Linked DNA regions of Ovis aries: region 1 is linked to region 2. Evidence: chromatin contacts called from public Hi-C data. All regions are on one chromosome and are shown on one strand. Each heading gives the region's core, a stretch centred on a gene start, on an enhancer-like site or on the middle of the called end of the contact. The rest is flanking DNA. Distances are from core to core; before and after follow the strand shown.

Region 1 (6,146 bases), core at 3,045-5,544, 51 kb after region 2:
CTGTAATATTCTCTTTCATACCAGGTCAATATTCAGCAGAAAAAAAAAGGGGGGGAATAACTAGAGTGGTATTAGTTCATTTGTCTGGGAATACAAAAAAGGGTAAGGTCAGACAAAACCTAACTCATAATAAGCTAAAGGACATACGGGCAAAAAGAAAAGGTAATTTGTTCTTAGCTGAAAGGTGAAAGTAAAGTCATTCAGTCGTGTCTGACTCTGTGATCCAAGGACTGTAGCCTACCAGGCTCTTCCATCTATGGGATTTTCCAGGCAAGAATACTGGAGTGGGTTGCCATTTCCTTCTTGAGGTTAAATCTAAATATATGATAAGATTATCATCTCATCATATTTTCTATCATCCAGCTAATAGTTACTGTTGAGGAAAGCATTGTTTTGAGCTGAGCAATGTGCTAGCTGTATAAAAATGTATAAAATAAAGTACCACAGGTTGAAAGTCTCCTGGGGGGTGGTGATAAGACTTATAAGATGAAAAGAGCTCCAGGTAGTAATTAATAGCTGAAAACATTTGCTTATTAGTACTCACAACTTAAGAACATAGTTTCACATACCATTTTCTAAGTTTAAAAAATATATTTCTAATTTTGTTCTTCTATTGGGATTTCCATTGGCTTCTTCTCCTCTTGAAGACAGCATTGGGACTTCCCTGGTGGTCCAGTGGCTAAGACCCTGAGCTCCCAATGCAGGGGCCTCAGGTTCAATCCCTGGTCAGGAAACTAGATCCCACATGCTGCAACTAAAGATCCTGTATGCCACAGCAAAGACCCAGAGCTGCCAAACAGAGAAAAACAAGATATTATCAAAAAAGAAAAAAGATAGCATTAACTCTGGGATGGTTCTTTGCTTTACTTCAGTTTTCTCATCCTTATGGTCCTACTCCCTGATCCTTCCAATTTCTTTTATGATCCAGTATGTCAATATCACCTCAACCAGATTTTGCCTTCTGAATTGATAGAGTGATTTTGCCTATTTCAATTTTCAAACTTCTAAAATATGTGGTTTCCGATGAAAACACTACAGATCTTGAGATTTCTAGGGTAGAAATGATCGCAGATTTTTTACCTTATCAGATTATGCGACCTGACTTCTGGTTAAGAAAATATGTTCATCTTATGGCCTCACTTCTTTAGTCACTGAAACCTTCAACTGACTTCTAGCTTTTCTGTTCTATATGTGCTGAATATATGCAGCTATATATATTACGTATTCTGTTACGTATATTCTTAAGTTACAGTTTCAAAGGTAAACTTATTGTCAAATCCAGTGTTCTTTTTTCCGCTCCTTCTGTTTTCCTGACCCTCTCTTCATTTCTATTCATTGGTCTTTCTTCTTAAAATATCTAGGATCCTGGAGACTAAGGTATTTAGTTCTCTTCCTATAATATATTTTTCTTTGTTTCCTTGTATGAGTCCTCTTTTGCCTCTCATCAGCCTCCTTCATTCAAAGTTTAAATGGTTTGCTTTCTTATAGGTTGCATAACACTCAAAATTCAGAAAACTAAGATCATGGCATCTGGTCTCATCACTTCATGGCAAATAGATGGGGAAACAGTGGAAACAGTGACAGACTATATTTTTTTGGGCTCCAAAATCACTGCAGATGGTGATTGCAGCCATGAAATTAAAAGACGCTTACTCCTTGGAAGAAAAGTTATGATCAACCTAGATAGCATATTAAAAAACCAAAACATTGCTTTGCCAAAAAAGTTCCATCTTGTCAAAGCTATGGTTTTTCCAGTAGTCATGTATGGATGTGAGAGTTGTACTATAAAGAAAGCTGAACGCCGAAGAATTGATGCTTTTGAACTGTGGTGTTGGAGAAGACTCTTGAGAGTCCCTTGCACTGCAAGGAGGTCCAACCAGTCCATTCTAAAGGAAATCAGTCCTGAATATTCATTGGATGGACTGATGCTGAAACTGAAACTCCAATACTCTGGCCTCCTGATGCGAAGAACTGACTCACTGGAAAAGTCCTTGATGCTGTGAAAGATTGAAGGCAGGAGGAGAAGGGGACGACAGAGGATGAGATGGTTGGATGGCATCACTGACTCAATGGACATGAGTCTGACTATACTCAGGGAGTTGGTGATGGACAGGGAGGCCTGGTGTGCTACAGTCTGTGGGGTCGCAGAGTCGGACATGACTGAGCAACAGAACTGAACCGAACTTCTTATGGCTTGAAGGAATCAGACAGATTTCAGGATATTTCCCTTGCATTTCCACTTTCACCTCTTACTTCTAGGACTCCTTCAGGTTGTAATTACTGCCATCCTCCAAGCCTTAGCTCAATTTACACCCTCCTCCTGAAGCTCGCCTTTATTGTTACTTAGTGTTAGATTCTTTTGAGACCCCATGATCTGTAACCTGCTAGGCTCCTTTGTCAATGGGATTTCCCAGGCAAGAATACTGTATTGGGTTACCATTTCCTTCTCCAGGGGATCTTCCCAACCCAGGAACTGAATCCACCTCTCCCGCATTGCAGGCAGATTCTTTACCCCTGAGCCACCTGGGAAGCTTGCCTTGCCCATAGCTACACACACACACCTCATACTGTCAACTATTTGTTCATGTCTCTTCCTGGTTACACTGCAAATCTTTGAGGATAAGGGCTGGACTTCAGGTTTTTTGGTTTATTTATTTGTTTGCTTGCAAGGGGAGGGTGAACATAATACTCAATAAATATTTGTTGATTGAAGAAAGTCACACTGTTTCACGGTTTCAATACTATACAACCAATATGTACATCTTTTTTAGGCATGCTTATTAATTTTTTTTCTTTTTTCCTTATTTCCTTATTGGTCTCTGGCCGTAACTGACACTTTTTGTTCTAAAGGCATGCTGTGCAATCTTTTTAGAAGTAAAAGATTAAAGGATGTCAAATGCAGGCATATAGGAGATAAGTGGAAATGGATATTTACAAGGTTGCCACTATCAGCCAGACACTGTGCTTTGCACTGTAAAGATTTCCTTCAACAGACTCAAGAAACTGAAACCCAGTAAGGTTAATTTAACCAAAGTCCCATACAAAATGAATGGCTGTGCTGAGTTTCAGAAAACCAGGTTTGCCCGGATGATTGTGAGACTTAAAATAACACAACTGTTTTAAAAGTCACTAGACAAGAGTTGGCATTCAACAAATGTTGCTGTCTGAGGATTGGGTTTGCTTCAATAGTAGGAGAAAAAAGTTGGCTGATTGTGTATATATATATATACATATTCTGGTTATCATGCAATTCACTTCTCCGCCTGACGTTCTAGTATCTATAACATGGCTCACAGAATATAGCTCAAAATATTATCTATAGCTCTTGAGGAAGAATTAAAGGTCCTTGACTATGCCTAATAACTACATTATTCAGTCTCCTTTGGCGGTTTTGTTTCTGGGTTTCTCACTTCTCTGATTAAACTTATTCTTTGACTAAAGTTTTCCCCAGACAAAAGGTAGGCAGAGGACATGGTTTCCGGGGTTCGGGGTGGGGGGCAAGGGCCATAGGGTTGTACTCCGTTTTAACGTCTGATTACAATAAGTCCTATGCTCTTCTTCATATTGCGGCTAGAAAAAAAAAAAACCAGCCAATATTTCAAATTATGACTATCCCGCCCTGCTCCCCATCAGGTAGCAATTTATATTTTCAAAACAGAAAAGTGTATTTAGAAAGTTGCCTTCAGCAAACAGAAACTAAAGGAACCCACTAATTGAATCCTGTAAAAGAATTTATTCTGTGCCTACTATTTTTTTTTTTCGATGAAGAAATGCTTCTAATTCATACAGAACTTTGCAAGGCAAACCGCAGGTCCTGTTTGCAGCTGGGTCTCTAAAGGTCGAAAGAAAGTGGGTTCTCTCTTTCTCTGTACTTTTGCACGTCTCTTTCGCGGTCTCTTTCAGGTCCCCCGAAGCCTGCCGTACTGCAAAAAAAAAAAAGAAAAATACAGTGCAAAGTGGGGCAGCCCAGGCTCACTTTGCCAATCAGCAAAACCTTTTTGAATCCATCGGAGGCGACAAACCACACAAAACTCCCGTCCCAGCTGCTTCGAACCTCAAGGCAGAGAAGTGACCGCAGCTCCGCCGCCTGTCTCCCTCATCCGCTCTGCGCACCTGGACGCGGGCGGCGTGAGAGCCCCGGCCGTGACGTCACCGCACCTGGCAGCAGCCCCAGCCCGGCGGTGAGTCTGAACGCACGGGGGCGGGGCAGGGCGGCCTGGGGATTCTCGCGAGATTTTCCTCCTCCCGGCCCTGCTCCCGGCACCTTCCCGGCCTCTGTCCCGGTCTCCACCTCACTTTTTGGCGTCGCGTTCGAGGACGACGGGCGCCGACGGAGCTGCCAGGGGCGGGCTCCGGGGCTGGGCTGGCGCTCTGCGTTGTAGCCGACGGCCAGGACGAACCAGCAGGTCCCGCCCCGTGGCAGGAGTGACCGGGGGTGGGAAAACCGCCGGCTGGGCGGGCGGGGGAGGGCCCTCCGGCCGCCACGAGTGAGGAGCCGCAGCCTCCGCCTGTTCCTTGCGGGCCGTGGGGACCGCACTGGCCGGGGCGCGCCGCGGGCGGATGGCGGCTCCTGCTTGTCCCGCCTGAGCTCAGCCGGGCTAGAGCCGAGGGGAGGGCCCGCCTCCTGCCGCCGGAGCGGCCGCGCGAGCAGCGGGAGGAGGAGGAGCAGCGGGCGCCGGGCTGCTCCCCGCCGGAGCCCCCAGCATGGGTAAGGGACTCGAGTGCGCTCCTCGCCATCCGCTCCGACCTTCCGGATTCGGGGAGGCGGCTCCCTTTCTCGATTTCGGCGGGGAGGGGTCGGGAGTGGGGGTGGGGGTCGGTCCCTGCGCTGCCAGACGGCCCGCTCCCTGTGTCCCCTCTCGCTCTGCCTTCCACCTGGCTCATCTCGCGGAGGAGCTGGTTGCGGGGCCCCAGGGTGCTTTTCCCGGCTCGTGCTTTTCTGCCACCTCTTTTCCTGGTCTCGGGAAAGGTGAGGGGATGGGTGGGGGGCGGTCCGATCACTTCGCCCCCCGCCCAGCTCCACTCAGCACCGAACTTCCCTCCTTACCCAGCCCCTTTGGTCCCAGATCCTGGTGGGATGGGGGAAGGATGATCGAAAAACTTGATCGCGTAGCACTTTCAACTTCTCTATCTTCTGCGAACCTTTTTAGAGATTGGCCTTTTAAAGCACTTTTTTGGTTAGTTAGAAAAGGCATTCTACCCCCGTCCCCCCCCCCCCCCCCCCAAGCCTGAAACTTTCAAGGGGTATCTCAAGGGCAGGAAAGCTTGAGTATTTGCTCCGTTTCTACCCAGGCAAGTGTGTTGGTACTTAAATATTAAATCTCTTCCTGAGAACTGGATTGGAGTTTAGTAGGATTTCTGCGTTGAACCCTTTGAGAAGCAGTTTCCTGTTTGGAGTTAGACTTCCTCGCTAGAAGGGGAGAAAAGTACAAGGCCTTATATGTTATTTACAGTGTGCTTTAAAGTTTTGTTTGGAGCTAGAGAAGGAATGTGTTGCAGTCTGGTGTGAAAGGGAGTTTTGTTGAGTAGTGTAACAATTATTTTGATAACAAAAGTTCGATGTGGGCTAGGCGCTATCTCCCGCAATCCTTTGAAAATGAAATAGCAGTTTAAAAGAGAACTTTAAAAAAAATCAAGCTGTGTCACCATAAGGCATATGCATGCTCTGTAAGAGTGATCCCAGCGTTGGTTCTGTAGTCAGAAGGACGCTCTCACTTTTTGCAGTTCAGGAAGGAGTTGGTACTGCTTCATCTCAACAAACTATTAACTGAAATTAATAATTCATGAGACTAACAAATGATTTAGAAGCAGGACAAACACAGGACTGCTGATGTGGCACCTACTGCCCACACATTGTCTTGTGGGAAATGCTTTAAGCATAGTGTTTATAGACAGTTGCAGTAGCTCTTATGTGTTTTCCTAGACTTTATACTTTTATAATGCCTCCCTTTTGCTTTCAGGTAACTTTTGTGCACAAAGGGCTGTTAAACTTAGAAACAGTAAAACCTTTGTTACTTGGGACTTTCCAGTGAATTTCTAATTGATTAGTTGCGCTTACTGGGTAATTAAGGGTTTATCCTTTAAGCTTCAAATTATAAAACCACTTTGAGTGCAGATCATACTAAAATTAAATGTGTAATTCTTTT
Region 2 (5,686 bases), core at 2,565-5,064:
CACATCCGGCAAGCCCTCTAGTGCTTTATTCAGCATCTGCCTAATCAAGAAATCCCTTTCAATTTTAAATAATGTCATCTAGTTTGCTGCCGGCATCAGGATGCCTCTGCCCAGTCACTTTCTCTGGACACTAGGGTCCTTTCTGTTGCACCTGGCTCAAAGGACTTGGACATCCTGGTGTAGCAGTCCTCAAAAAGCAGCTAATGGGAATTCCAAAGAACATATGTAGACACTCCCCTCTCTAGGAGGTAGAACTTAATTCCCTCTACTTAAGGTCTTAGTGGCTCAACTTCCAAAAAAACCATAAAAAGAACTTCCAAACAGTATGCTGCTGCTACTCCTGCTAAGTCGCTTCAGTCGTGTCTGACTCTGTGCAACCCGGTAGATGGCAGCCCACTGGGCTCTCCCGTCCCTGGGATTCTCCAGGCAAGAATACTGGAGTGGGTTGCCATTGCCTTCTCCAAACAGTATAGGAAGGGGGAAAGGGGAACTTGACCGTGTTGGAGAAACCTGCAGATAGCACCTGGACCAAGTCACTGGGGTCAACATCACCAGTGTTGCCATGTCGCTATCATGCACCCTGCGATGGGACATGCTGTGATATGATGTGAGGGACACCTCACCTCTTCTCCAAAAGCCACGATCCCAGTCTAACCTGAGAAAACACCAGAGAAATGCAAACTGAGGGACAGTCTACAAAATAGGGCTTCCCAGGTAGTTCAGCGGTAAAGAATCCACTTACAATGCAGGAGACACAGGTTCAATCCCTGGGTCACGAAGATCCCATGGAGGAGGAAATGGCAACCCACTCCAGGATTCTTGCCTGGAGAATCCCACAGATACAGGAGCCTGGCAGGTTACAGTCCATGAGGTCGCAAAGAGTCAGACATAACTGAGCGACTGAGCAAGCACGCTACAAAATAACTTACAAGTACTCTTCAAATATTTCAAGGTTATGAAAAGCAAGGAAAGACTAAGGAACTGTCACAGGTAAGAAGAGGTTAAGGAGACATGATGACTAAATGCGATATGGGGTCTTAAATTGAATGCTGGAACAGAAAAAGGATGCAAGTGAAAACCGGTGATGTTAGTTTCAAAAAAATGATTGGTGGGGACTAGTGGAGCAATATTCCATTCCCTTCATCTGCAGAGAGTTAGCTCTGGGGTCTGTTCTCTGCTGGATTCCGAGTTCCCAGCGTGGATCAAGTCTCGGTTGTTCAGAGTGGTGACTGGTTTAATGATTCACGTTGTCTTGGTGCTTCCTCTCCCTTGCTTCTCTTCCCCACTCAGCAGTGTTATTCGGGATCCCACATAAACCACATCCTCTTAAATCCTTGTCTGTTTCTAGGGAAATCCAAATTAAGAGTATGTAAACAAATGGATCTTAACATTGTGGTCAAATTTACATAACACAAAATTTACCACTTCACCCACTTTAAAGTGTGCAGTTCAGCGGCATTACATCATTGTGCAACCATTAGCACCGCCCACCTCCAGAATTCTTATTTATCATCTCAAAACTGAAAACTCTATACCCGTCAACAACTCCCCATTGCCTCCTCCCTCTTCCACCATCCCCATACTTCCCAGTCCTTGATAAACACTATTCTACTTTCTTCTCTATGAATTTAATTGTTCTAGGTTCCTTGTATAAGTTGAATTATACAATATGTGTTCTTCGTATCTGGCTTATTTCACTTAACAGAACGTCTTCAGAGTTCATCCATGTTGTAGCATGTATCAGAATTTCATCCCTTTTTAAAACAGAAGGGTATCTCATTGTATGTGTAGACCCTGTTTTGTTTATCCATGCGTCCACTGATAGACATTTATTTATACCTTTCCGCTATTGTGAAAAATGATGTTATGAATGTTCATGTACAGGTATCTGTTCCAGCCTCTGCTATCGATTCTTTTGGGTATATGCCTACTGGATCGTAAGGTAATTCTGTGTTTAAATTTTTTGAGGAAACACCTTACTGTTTTCCACAGTGATTGCACCATTTTGCATTCTCAACAGCTATACACAAGGGTCCAGTTTTTCTACCTCCTGGTCAACACGTGCTATTTTCTGTTGTTATTGTCATTGCTTGTAATAGCCATCCTAACGGACAGGGGGTGGTATCGAATTGTGTGTTCGATTTGCATTTCTCTAATAATAAGGGATCTTGAGCACTTTTTCTTGTGATTATTGGCCATTTGTGTATCATCTTTGAAGAAATGTAAATTCAAGTCCTTTGAAGAAATGTAAATTCAAATTCTTTGCTCATTTTTTAGTCAGGTAATCTGTATCTTTGTTATTGAGTGGTTGGGAGTGAATTCTTTACATATTCTGGATATTAGCCCCTTATCAGATATATGGTTTATAAATATTTTTTCCCATTCTCTGAGTTGTCTTTTCACTCTCTTGATAATTTTCATTCTTATAAAGTCTCATTTACCTATTTTTCTTTTGTTCCCTGTTCTTTTGGTGTCATATCCAAGAACTCATCGTCAAATCTAAAGTCAGAAAGCTTTTCCTGTATGTTTCCTTTCCCTTTTTTTGGCCACACTGCATACCATGTGGGATCTTATTTTAGCTCCCTGACCAGGAATTGAACCCATGTCCCCAGTGAAAGCCCTCTGAACCACCAGAGAATTCCCTTTCTCTGTTTTCTTCTAAGAGTTGTGTAGTTTTAATATAAATTTAATTTAAAACTCCAGTACTTCGGCCACCTCATGCAAAGAATTGACTCATTGGAAAAGACTCTAATGCTGGGAGGGATTGGGGGCAGGAGGAAAAGGGGACGACAGAGGATGAGATGGCTGGATGGCATCACCGACTGATGGAAGTGAGTTTGAGTGAACTCCAGGAGTTGGTGATGGACAGGGAGGCCTGGCGTGCTTCGATTCATGGGGTCGCAAAGAGTCGGACACAATTGAGCAACTGAAATGAACTGAACTGAATTAATTTATTTATTTTACTGAGCCATGCAGCATGTGGGATCCTAGTTCCCCAAGCAGGCATCAAAACTCTGTCCCCTGCATTGGAATCATGGAATCTTAATCACTCACCCACCAGGGAAGTCCCAAGGCATTTTATTTTTAAACCTCAAATCGTTCTTAGGTTTTGTGAAAAAGAAAAAGAAAAAACCCTATAAAACACATTTAATTGTTTAGAACTTTGTGGCTGGAGCTTTAGCAAAACAGTTTGATTTTATAAAAATTCCAGGGGACTGCTCTGGCACTTTAGCAGGTAGGAATTCATGCTTCCACTGTAGGGGGCACAGGTTCAATCCATGGCTGGGGAACTACCATCCCACATTCTGTGCAGTGGAGTCAAAAATTTTAAATAATTTAAAAATTCTAAAGGAAAAAATTTCTAAAGAAATAAATGAAAATCATTTTAAAAAACTCTGCCTTTCAGCTAAAATAGGAAATACTGAAATGTGTTTTCTAAACCTGAAGTTTCCTTACAAAAGATTAGTATTTCAACAAGTCATAGGGAGGAGATGACATTAAAAAAAATAATAGTTAAGTAGGGGAAAACCTTCCAGAACCACATATTTCTGGTTTAGCTAGAGGTATCCCCACATTGGCTTTCCTCCCTTCTCTAAAGTTTAGACAGTGATGTTTCCTGGAAAGGAAATGAACAAAGTGATAGGTACATAGTGGCAATTCACCTTTTAAATGTCTTTCCTACACTAAGTACTATTATGCCTTACAACCAATTAAGGAAGAATTTCCCCCAATTATCAGGCTCTTTGGCTCTGGCTATTCCTGCTGCTTGTCCAGAAATGCTTTGCGTCTGAACAAGCCTGGCAAAACCTCCTCGCCTATGGATAATCATTAACCAGCATATCAAATCCCCATCATGTACAATCAGATGACGCTGACTTTCCCTTCCCAGAACTACAGCCGGAGAAAAACAGGGCAGAACAAGTTAAAAGCAAATTTAATTTATTCTGATTTTCTATAACTGGACAACTTGGGCTTTCTTTCCTCATTTCTCCCAAGAAATAGTCCAAATGATTACACAATTAGTTATCATGTCCCAAATTAATAACAAATTGATGAAAGGCAGCAAAATGAAACAAAAAGTCAATAATAAGCCAACACACATTTATTAGATTCAGCACTTATGATATGTTCAGCAATGATGCCAAAAATTTATATTTTGTTAGCTGAATTTGGCTCTAAACTTTCTACAGAGAAATTCAACTTCAATATCTCCTGCTTTAGATCTTGGCAAATATTTTATCAGCATGCTGAGAAAACAAACAGGATCTCCAGCCTCCAGCCTTCCTCTTTCTCCTTTGTGTTTTGTATGTTCAGTTCAGTTCAGTTCAGTTGCTCAGTCATGTCCAACTCTTTGCGACCCCATGAATCGCAGCACACCAGGCCTCCCTGTCCATCACCATCTCCCGGAGTTCACTCAGACTCATGTCCATCAAGTCTGTGATGCCATCCAGCCATCTCATCCTCGGTCGTCCCCTTCTCCTCCTGCCCCCAATCCCTCCCAGCATCAGAGTCTTTTCCAGTGAGTCAAATCTTCTCATGAGGTATCCAAAGTACTAGAGTTTCAGCTCTAGCATCATTCCTTTCAAAGAAATCCCAGGGCTGATCTCCTTCAGAATGGACTGGTTGGATCTCCTTGCAGTCCAAGGGAATCAAGAGTCTTCTCCAACACCACAGTGCAAAAGCATCAAAACTTCGGCTCTCAGCCTTCTTCACAGTCCAACTCTCACATCCATACATGACCACAGGAAAAACCATAGCCTTGACTAGATGGACCTTAGTCAGCAAAGTAATGTCTCTGCTTTTTAGTATGCTATCTAGGTTGGTCATAACTTTTCTTCCAAGGAGTGTCTTTTAATTTCATGGCTGCAGTCACCATCTGCAGTGATTTTGGAGCCCCCCAAAATAAAGTCTGACACTGTTTCCACTGTTTCCCCATCTATTTCCCATGAAGTGATGGGACCAGATGCCATGATCTTTGTTTTCTGAATGTTGAGCTTTAAGCCAACTTTTTCACTCTCCTCTTTCACTTTCATCAAGAGGCCTTTGAGTTCCTCTTCACTTTCTGCCATAAGGATGGTGTCATCTGCATATCTGAGGTTATTGATATTTCTCCTGGCAATCTTGATTCCAGCTTGTGTTTCTTCCAGTCCAGCGTTTCTCATGATATACTCTGCATAGAAGTTAAATAAGCAGGGTGACAATGTACAGCCTCGACGTACTCCTTTTCCTATTTCGAACCAGTCTGTTGTTCCATGTCCAGTTCTAACTGTTGCTTCCTGACCTGCATACAGATTTCTCAAGAGGCAGTTCAGGTGGTCTGGTATTCCCATCTCTTTCAGAATTTTCCACAGTTTATCGTGATCCACTCAGTCAAAGGCTTTGGCATAGTCAATAAAGCAGAAATAGATGTTTTTCTGGAACTCTCTTGCTTTTTCCATGATCCAGCAGATGTTGGCAGTTTGATCTCTGGTTCCTCTGCCTTTTCTAAAACCAGCTTGAACATCAGGGAGTTCACAGGTCACATATTGCTGAAGCCTGGCTTGGAGAATTTTGAGCATTACTTTACCAGCATGTGAGATGAGTGCAATTGTGTGGTAGTTTGACCATTCTTTTGCATTGCCTTTCTTTGGGATTGGAATGAAAACTGACCTTTTCCAGTCCTGTGGCCACTGCTGAGTTTTCCAAT

What was found. A called contact is a pair of places that touch in the nucleus more often than the background predicts.
Region 1: a contact with region 2 is called in a Hi-C map of liver, with 3 times the contacts expected there. The contact joins the promoter of CD2AP here to the enhancer-like site in region 2. A contact is called at or near these places in 2 of 16 Hi-C or Micro-C datasets (liver and skin fibroblasts).

What each region holds. Positions count from the first base shown.
Region 1 is chr20:20,533,281-20,539,426 of ARS-UI_Ramb_v3.0, forward strand. It overlaps CD2AP (CD2 associated protein), which reads left to right and starts at 4,295. Exons shown (of 18, transcript XM_060403681.1): 1 at 4,295-4,969. The coding sequence starts at 4,705.
Region 2 is chr20:20,482,862-20,488,547 of ARS-UI_Ramb_v3.0, forward strand. No RefSeq gene overlaps it. Among named protein-coding and RNA genes, the nearest start is that of CD2AP, 52 kb to the right of the region's middle. Within about 2 kb of position 3,815, at least 1 of the 54 cell types and tissues checked has an H3K27ac peak or open chromatin away from gene starts, as enhancers often do. A contact at or near this core is called in liver, where this site is marked.